2 separate regions of the Mus musculus genome follow, and region 1 is linked to region 2. A link is a contact called in public Hi-C data. All regions are on one chromosome and are shown on one strand. The core of a region is the stretch at or near the end of the contact, and the rest is flanking DNA. Distances in the headings are between cores, read along the strand shown.

Evidence for each region. Hi-C and Micro-C count contacts between places; a contact is called where the count stands out from the background.
Region 1: a Hi-C map of B cells shows a contact between it and region 2, with 5 read pairs. The contact joins the promoter of Angel2 here to the promoter of Iars2 in region 2. A contact is called at or near these places in 2 of 39 promoter capture datasets (cranial neural crest and pre-B cells) and 1 of 484 Hi-C or Micro-C datasets (B cells).

The regions. Positions count from the first base shown.
Region 1 is chr1:190,925,683-190,930,374 of GRCm38.p6, forward strand. Angel2 (angel homolog 2) reads left to right here and starts at 2,823. Exons shown (of 9, transcript NM_021421.4): 1 at 2,823-3,076. The coding sequence starts at 3,018.
Region 2 is chr1:185,326,400-185,331,476 of GRCm38.p6, forward strand. Iars2 (isoleucine-tRNA synthetase 2, mitochondrial) reads right to left here and starts at 3,002. Exons shown (of 23, transcript NM_198653.3): 1 at 2,622-3,002; 2 at 1,221-1,343. The coding sequence starts at 2,888. It also overlaps a transcript of Bpnt1 not described here.

The sequences.
Region 1 (4,692 bases), core at 1,573-4,072, 5.6 Mb after region 2:
TTTTCATGGCTCATTTCTGATTAATATATCTGGCTTTTTTGTTTTTAAAGAGTTTTTCTATTTAATGTATGAGTATCTGCATGTATACCTGCATGTCAGAAGAGGGCCCTAGATTTCACCATAAATGTTTGTGAGCCACTGTTGGTTGCTGGGAATTGAACTCAAGACCTCAGGGCAGCCAGTGCTCTTAACTGCTAAACCATGTCTCCAGCTCCATATCTCTGGCTTTTGAAAATAACTTTTAAGGTTTTATTTTACCTGGATGTGGTGGCACAATTCTTCATCCCTGTAGAGGCAGCAGATCTCTTGTGAGTTGGAGTGGAGCCTGCTCTACATAGTAAGCTTCAGGCCGGGCAGGGTTGCATATGGACAGATTTTTTTCAAAACCAGTCCAAGCAACGAACAATGATTTCCTTTTGTTTCATGTGCATGAGTATTTTACCTGCATTTGTGTATTTGTACCGCGAGTGTGTCTGATGCCTTAGGAAGTCAGAAGAATTAGGATCCATGAAACGGGAACACTGTGGAGATGTTCTGAGTGGGGACTTAGTAATCAGAGCAAAACCAAAAGCCAGTTGTAGACAAGGTTGTCCTGGACTCCAAAGGTTTTAGACACTTATGCACAGGTGCGTCATGGTGGTACACACTTACAGTTTCTGCATTTGGGAAGGCAGGCAGGAGATCCTGAAGTTCAAGGTTACCCTCAGCTACATGGCCTTTTAAAGGTTAGCCTGGAGCACTTGACAGCTCTTAACAGCTGAGCAATCTCTCCAGACTCTCAGACAACCCTTCTTTAAGACAGGTTCTTGGTGTGGCCCAGGATGGTCTCAAACTCTACAGGCTCCTGCCTCAGCTGTCTGAATGTTGAGATGTCAGCATATGTGAACAGACTTGCTTAACTTATTGAGTGACTAAAGCAGGATCTATTTAAGGGGACAGAACAATGTGAGCTGAGAACTTTCAACTGGAACATGAATGCAAAAATGGTGTTTTGTTTTGTTACAGAGACAAGAGTTCTCCAACCCTTAGGATAATCACCATGCTGCTATAAGGTAACTACTCTCTCTAAAGTTCTAGAGCAGACAGCTCCCAAAGTGTCTTTCGTCATCAAGAAACCTTCAAACTCATTGAAAGAATGCATCTTGACAGTTGGTGGTGCACGCCTTTAATCCCAACACTCTGGAGGTAGAGGCAGGTGGATCTCTGAGTTCCAGGTCAGCCTGGTCTACAGAGTGAGTTCCAGGACAGCCAGGGCTACACAGAGAAACCCTGTCTCAAACAAAGGAAAGGGAGGGAGGGAGGGAGGGAGGGAGGAAGGAAGGAAGGAAAGAAGGAAGGAAGGAAGGAAGGAAGGAAGGACCTTAATGCCATTTGCTTATTTCAAAACACTACATTTTTCTTTGCACAACAAGCAGAGGAGCTAAGGTGTGCTTGGAGGAGAAAGTCTGGTGATTGACAGGTCTTCCTTAAGTCTGCTCCAGTTAATAACCCTATCAATGATCTTTGTTTGCCGTATGTTGTGTAGTCAGTAGAGTACTAGGTTGAATAGATTTGAACAGGAGTCATGGACACTGTTCACAAGTCACTTACAATGTGATTATGGAACAAGGCATATAGGACACTACTGGCCACATGTAACTAACAACAACATTGTGATCACCCTTAGAAAATAGGACAGTATAAACCTCAAGCAGTCAGCCCCCATTTGTGGACACTGCGTTTGTAAACTGCCTACTCCCTAAAACCTACCTAAAATGTCCAAATCAATCCTCACAGTGTTTTGGTTTTTCTCCAACAAGGAGAAAGGCAAATTTTAGTTGCCTAGTGTGCTTGTCCCTGAGGTTAAACAAGGCACTCTGCCCTCTTGAGTTTTCAGACCGTAAAAAACTAACCTTTCTACCGACTACTTAGTGTCCCTTTCCCACAGTTTTACTGATTTTTCTATTAAAAGTGCCCCCCAAGTATACTGCTGCAAGATTCTGAGGTGACAAAAGTTAATGATGTAATATAGAGAAAATATGTGTACTAAATTATCTTCAATTAGGTATGTATCAGAAGACTGTTGGACAGAGTTTAACGTTAATGAAGTGACAATATAAATTAAATAAGGAACATGCATAAAACAAGACTTCATATTGGTTGATGAAAATGTGGTCCGAAGCCAAGTATGGCAGTACGTTGCTGGTGACCACAGTGCTCAGACAGGCATGTGAGATAAGTTTGACGAATGCCTGGACTGCACAAGACTTTTGTCTAAGGACACTCACGAGTGTGCGTGTGCAATCAGAGACTAGCTTTCCTCAGAGTTTGCTAATTCAGCATTCCTGACATGTTTACACAATATAACAACTGCAGATAAAGAGAAGGATATACACGAAGGATAAAGTATCTCTCAAAATTAACACAAGGAAAAGAACAAAACTTCCCAAGAAATTACTACCCACAGCTACACAGCTCTACCAAAGAAACTAAGCAAGCAGCGACCCTGGTTTCCAGTGCCCTCTGCCTCGCTATTCTCGCTGTCCCTTCTCCATTTATGTTTTCCAAGAAAGCTACGCTCGATCTGACAGACTCGGATCATCAACGCACTAATTAATGTACAAGTGGGTTCTCTGAGATTTGCACAAAATCAATTATAAAGTTCTACGGGAACCCACAGAATAGTATTTCCTCAACGTGGAAATCTACCTTTTGGATCTACGCAACCACGTAAATACACTTTAGGTCTCACGCAGCTCCTGCTCCTTCCTATGTCTTAAGAAAGCCGTCAAGCGCTAGCCTTCCGCCCTACCAGGAAATGGCTGTCCGCGCACGCTCTGCGCATGCCCGGAGTCGCACTGCTTAAAGGAACTGCCCCAGAAGGCAAGATGGTGACCGGGCCTGCGGCGAGACGCTCCTCCCAGCATGCCTAGCGGCCGGCCGGGAGCCGAGTGATGGGGATCCGGTAGGACCCGGCGAGCGGCCGAAGCTGAGGTGCAGCCGCGGGCCCGGGCGTTGGGCGCTCACAGAGAGCCAAGATGGAGACGTGGCGCTGTGTGAGGAGGGGCTACGGCCGCTGTGTGGCGGGGCGAGGCCGGTCAGTGGCGAGCGGCCGGCGGGATGGACAGAGGGAGGGACCTGGAGGGGCGGGCGGGGAGGGGAGGGGCGGGGCGGCGGGGCGCGGGAGGAAGGCGGAGGAAGAGGGTCCGCGGCGGGGACGCGCCAGGCGGCGCCCGGGGAGAGGTAACGCGCGGGCGGGCAGCAGCGGTGGCCGCGGCCTCCGGGATCCTGCGGGCCTCGCGCGGCCTCCACGCTCGCCGCCGCCGCCCGCGCGCAGGGCCCCGCCCGGAGGGAGGCTGCGCGCCCCGGGGTGGCTGGGCAGCGTCGGTCACGCGGAGGCCAACTTTCACCGCCACTCAAGTTCTTGCTCCGTCCTGGGTATTTTTCTTTCAATCCACTCTTTGAGAGCCTGGCGTGATGGCTCACGCCTGCACTTTCCACACCCCGGAGGCCGAGGCGGGAGGATAACCATGAATTTGAGGCTGGCCTGGATTAGGCAGCGAGCGTGACACTCCGCCTCCAAAAGTAAAAAAATAACTCACTTGAAATTTTAAAGCGCCACAGTACATGCAGCCTCTAATAATGTCACCCCAAGTAGTATCCACCGAATCTTAAATTGGATGTACGGATTATGTTTTTCTCCTATAAACTTTGAGGACTTAGTTATTAAGATTCCAGTGGTTTGTATAACCTTTGAAACTATATCGTACCACGCGTGGGAAATAGCACACTGTCGTTACATAAGCCGTTGGGATCTGCCCACTCCATTCCTGGTTCCTGTGCTATGGCATTTTCTGAGTACCAGCTGTGTGCTTGGCCCTTGGGTGGAGACTGGGCTTTCAGAGAATACTGAGGTTCGAACCCTCAAAAGCTCACTATCTTACAAGAAAAAGATGTGGTATAAATAACTGCCAATCCAAAGAATAAGCGTCACTGTGCAGGTTGCAGTATAGAAACATTTCAAGACAGAAAGTAAACCGTTATAGCACTGGGGAGGTGGAGGCAGGAGAATTAGAGACACCACCAGCCTGTGCTGATGGTCTTGGACTTGGTTTTTGTCTTGGTTTTTTGTTTGTTTGTTTTTTAGAGAAGGAGGGTTTTTCTTTGTATCTCTGGCTGTCCTGGGATTCATTGTGTAGACCAGGCTGGCCTTCAACTCAGATCTGCCTACCTCTGCCTCCTGAGTGCTGGGATCAAACTCATGGGCCACCTCAAAATTTTTAAATTTAAAAACAAAACAAGACAAGATCCAAGTGCTGAAATCCCTTTGAATGACTTTCGGGGTCAATTGCAAGATATAGTGCCCATGTTGTGACCTTAAAGATTTACAGTAGGGTTGATTTAGAGAATAGTTTGAGAGTACTTAAGTTTAAAGTACACAATATAGGTTATCTTTTCTAATGAAAAATAGCATAATAAAGAAATTCAGCATAACAAAATCTTAATACAACTTAAGCAAACCTTAGTGATAGTAGATGTTGAGACACAAACCCCAGAAGTATAGTCCTCAGAACCCTAACACTTTGCCAGATAATGCAGTAGGAGGCAGTGCTTTGTGAGAACTTGAGAGTAGCATGTCTGTTAAATACAAGTGTGGGGACCTGGAGCCATGGCTCAGGTAGCTAAGGGCTTGCTGTACAAAGCCAAGGACCT
Region 2 (5,077 bases), core at 1,752-4,251:
AAAAATGTACTATCAGCCAGGCCCAAGAAAACGAGACTATAATCAACCATACGTCTACACAGACACAGGCTAAAGTAGAAGGATCCCAACTTCAAGGCCTGCCTGAACTACAGTGGCATCAAGGCCAGCCTAGACAACTGAGACCTTGTTTTAAAACAAAAAAATAAAAAAAATAAAACATAAAAAATAAAGAGGACTCGGCACGTGGCTCAGCAATAGAGCACTTTTCCAGCATGCACACAGCCCCTTTGTTCAATTCCAATAAGGATAAGGGGAAAACAAAGCCTCTGTGTGTGTGTGTTGTTGTACATACAATCACATAAGCATATATACCTATATAAAACTGTTACAGGGGGCTGGAGAGATGTCTCAGTGGTTAGCAGCACTGACTGCTCTCCCAGAGAAGCTGGGCACCTACGGAGGCTCACAACCGTGTTTAACTCCAGTTACAGGGCATCTGCAAGCTTTCTTCTGGCCTCTACAGGCACTAAGCATGGCAGTGGTGCACAGATGTACACACACACACACACAAAGCACCCGTGCACATAAAGTAAACTAAGCCTCTGTTAGAAAGGCTTGACACTGAGTCTCCTGCTGTCTCTTCTTCCCCGTCCTGTCTCCTCCACAGCTATCATCACTATCTAGTGTGTTACATGTTTTACCTGCTCACCTTTCCAGGTAGAGAGCAAGGGAGGAATATGACTTTGTTGTTCACTACCTGGAATACAGACAGATGCTTGACACATAAACAGCAAGTATCAAGTAAGATGGAACTTAAGTGTAGAGTAACAAAAGGCTGGCAGGAAACTCCAGCAATGCTAGTGTCCATGCAGCATCAAATGTGGTTACTAATGTGTCTAGTGAGAGCTGCATGGTTACTAATGTGTCTAGTGAGAGCTGCATGGTTACTAATGTGTCTAGTGAGAGCTGCAGATACAGAGAGGAGATGCAGGAGCAGGGCTAGTCTCCCACATGGTACATCCCGGGTTCCTTACCACACACACAAGGTGTATCTGGAATGCAGTTCACTAGAAGAATACTTACCTAGCACAAACAAGGCCCTGGGTTTGACTCCCAAACACCATAATAAATACATAAACTCACTAATAATTCATGTATTTGCACAGGCCAATACTAGTTTATATAATTACCATACACAGACAATATAAACTCTTTAGCAGAGTACTTACTTCCAAGCTCTACACTTCAATTCTAATTACCTTGTTCAGGGCATGCCCAACATGAGGGTCACCGTTGGCATAAGGAGGCCCGTCATGAAGGCAAAATTCCGTCTTTACTTTTCTTTCTCTTTGCCAGGAATAAAGCTCTGAAAAGCCACATTTCTGTTAAAAAAAAAAAAAAAAAGCCAATGTTTAGATATCACATAAATACATAGACCCTTATCAATACCTGGTCATCATTTATCCCATTCCAATCCATTCAGCCCAGAAATAGAACCTGGAAAACTTTTTGGAATAAACTAGAATTCTCTTAACACTTTCAGTAGTCTTTATTTATTTATTCTTAAGATTTTCTTTATTTTATTTATATAAGTACACTGTAGCTGTCTTCAGACACACCAGAAGAGGGCATCAGATCCCATTACAGATGGTTGTGAGCCACCACGTGGTTGCTGGGATTTGAACTCAGGACCTCTGGAAGAGCAATCAGTGCTCTTAACCACTGAGCCATCTCTCCAGCCCTTCAGTAGTCTTCAAAAATCCCAACAATTCTTCAGACTAAAGTGTAAACGTTTATGTGGCATGGTGGCTCTAAATTCTTAGCAAGTCTCTCAGTATTCACTACCTCAATACAGACCTGCTGAAAAACCTGTCTATTCCCAGTCCACTCTGCCACCCAAAACACACTGGTAATTTATTCTTTCAATTCTTTGGCCTCAATAATTCCCTAAATCCAAAGAATATTCAGGCTAACGCTATTCACTTAAGCAGTATTCCTGATTATCAGAAATATCTTAAATACTCTAGTGTGCAGACACTAACGAATGAATCTCAGACGTTAGCAAATTCAGTATGACATAGGAGACAGATACCGACGACACAGGGGACCCAGAAAAGGGCCGCTACTTTGTCCTTCAAAGAAATCATGATTCCTGTGAAAAACCTAAACATGTGACTAAGGTGGGGTTCAACCTCCCTTCTTTGGTAATACTTTTATAATGTTTTAAGTTTAGTTTTAAGTTTCTCTTTGATTATTCGTGTGTGGTGCACGCGAGCGCGGGTGCCTGCAGACAGAGGTCAGGCATCGGATCTTCTGGAGTTGGAGTTACAGGTGGTTGTGAACTGCCAGACTTGTGTGCTGGAAACGGAACGCGGATCCTCCGCAAGGGTGGCAAGCGCTCTTAGGCGCCGAGCTACCTCTCCAGCCCACTCCTGAAGTTTCATTTACACATGCTCACGCTGGCTACTTTCTGACAAGTGACAAAGGGAAAAGTGTGCAAAGCCGACTCGCTGGGAGCGGAAATCGGAAGGTGCTCGGTGCGGCTCCGGGCTTCACTTTGGAACCCGGCCCGCTGGGCGCTCGCCGGGGAAGCCGCGCGGCCTGCAGGGTTCCCGCAGAGCTGGCCCGCCCCGCCCTGCTCGGGTGGCCGCGTCCGGTACCTGCTGGATCTCCAGCTCCATGTCGGACTGCTGGCGGCCCAGCAGCTTCATCGGGAAGCTGGTCTGCGGCAGCAGCACCGTGTCACGGTATCTGCCGCCTTTCGAGCTGCTCTGGGGGCTGTCCGCCCCGGCCACGGATCGTACCACGAGCCTCCTCGTCATCCCCAGACACCCTAGGCGGCTGGGCAAACGGGCTGGCCCCCAGAAGCTCCCAGCCGCGGCGACCGCCGCCGCCCCGGGCCCGCGAGGGCACAGCCCCCAGTGCATGGTGGACGAGCCGGGCGGAGCCCTCCGCACACGGCCCACGGCAGCCGCCCGGTACCTAAAGGTAGAGACCCTTGAAGAGCTCGGCGGCGAGGAACTGCGCACGCGCTCCGGGGCGGAAGGGGCGGGGCAAGAGCAAGGGCGGGGTTTTCCGGCTTGGAAGTCTGTATCTCTACAGGTCTTTCATGAGGTCTAGTAGGGGTAGAGAGAGGTGTTTACTATCACTCGGCTTTCCCCAATCAGATACATTTAATTAACTTGTCCAGGGTCATAAACAAAAGTAGCAAAGCTAAAGCCGTGCAGTGGTGGTGCAGGGGATTAGTCCCAGCACATGGTGGCAGAGCCAGTCGGGTCTCCAAGTTCGAGGCTAGCCTGGTCTACAGAATGAGCTCCGCAGGACAGCCAGGGCTACACGGGTTTACAACTGTAATTTTGCCATTTTTGTGCCACACTTTAACAAAAATGTATAGAAAGTGACTACAAACAAGATAAAGGAAGGGGGGAAAGGTAAGCACAGGCAATTCATAAAAAAAATATAGCCAATGAATGCAAAACTATGCTCACCTTTGGGAGTCAGGATGACACAGAGCCATCTAATAGATTAGAACAAGCATGAAGTTTGGTAGCAAGTATCGAGAGAGTGGAAACGTGGACTGCCAGAGGTAGTATACAGCCTGTTTTGCCTTCTCATTTCCGTGTGTGTGTGTGTGCATATTTGCATGTGTGGGCATGCATCTATGTGTGCATGTGGAAGTCCTAGGTTGATGGTGGGAATCATCTTCCATGCCTCTTTCACCTCATTCAAGGAGTTAGGGTCTCTCAGAAACAAAGAGCTGGCCCATATGGTTAGTCTTTCTAAGCAGCTGGCTCGGGGGATGCGGGCCTTCCCCCGCACCTGGAATTATACACGGTGTTTAAGCGTTTTTGTGAATTCTCCTGTTTGTACCACCATCTCCCCTGCTCTGTAGTAAATGACAGCATTTACAATACCGTTCTCTGAACTGTAGTTTCCCATTTGAGAACCTGACTGACAGCTGTCATCTCACAGCAGCATGAAGAAAACATTACCACCAAACTCTCCAGAACAACTAGCTGTATTCAATCAACTAGGCTGTTTTCTGGGAAACCCTATGAGAAGATATGTAGCTGGTCTGAGCTACTTTGTGGATTCTTTTCCCATGCTTTATTCTCCCAGTTTCATCCTCTACCTCTAGATAGGAGAAGAACAATGATAGAGGAGAGAAAAAGAGATACAGACCCCAATCTTATTTTCTCTGTGAGCACAACTATGCCACCCTGTCTCCACTCTTTAGCATTTATATACCATCTGAAAAGTTGATTTCAAATATCATACAATCACAGAAATTATCCACAGGTAGCAAAACCACGCCTCTGCTAGGGCAAGAGGCAAATCAGAGTCAGCAGCCGCTGTCATAGTTGGATGGTCTGAAGCAGCCCCATATCCCCGCATCTGGGATTCAAGCAAAAACATTTGTTTGTCTGTTTTTTTAAAAACAAACAAAAACAAAAAAAACAAAACTCCAGAATTCTCCCTACAAAGATACTGTGAGCTCATGAAAGAGGCATACTTCCCAGAGTGCCGGTGGACTCTGCATCTCAGTGGCTAAGCTAAATCCATGAGAGAGAATGTATCTGTCCGTATTTATGGCAATTGTTACGCCGTTACAATGTAACTACAAAAACTAATGTATGGACTGTTAAGTTTTTTGTTTTGTTTTGTTTTGTTTTGTTTTGTTTTTTGATTTATTTATGTGTATGAGTCTTTGCCTGGGTGTATTTATGTGCACCATTTGTGTGTCTGGTACCAGAGGAGGTCAGAAGAGGTTGTGGAGCACCATGGAACTAGAGGTTTGGATAGTTGTGAGCCTGTGCTGGGAACCAAACCCCAGTGCTCTGGAAGAACGTGTGCTCCAAACTGCCTGCTGAGCCATCCCACCAGCATCCAGTGTACGGCTTTAGAGGGTGTGTGTTGTAGACATTTTTACCACACCTGAAAGGTATGTCTAAATACAGAGTAAATGAAATAAACTAAAGAAGTCTTTCCCAGGGCTGGAGAGGTGGCTCAGCTGTTAAGAGCACTGACTCCTCTTCCAGAGATCCTGAGTTCAATTCCCAGCGACCACATGGTGGTTCACAACCATCTGTAATGGAATCAGATGCCCTCTTCTGGT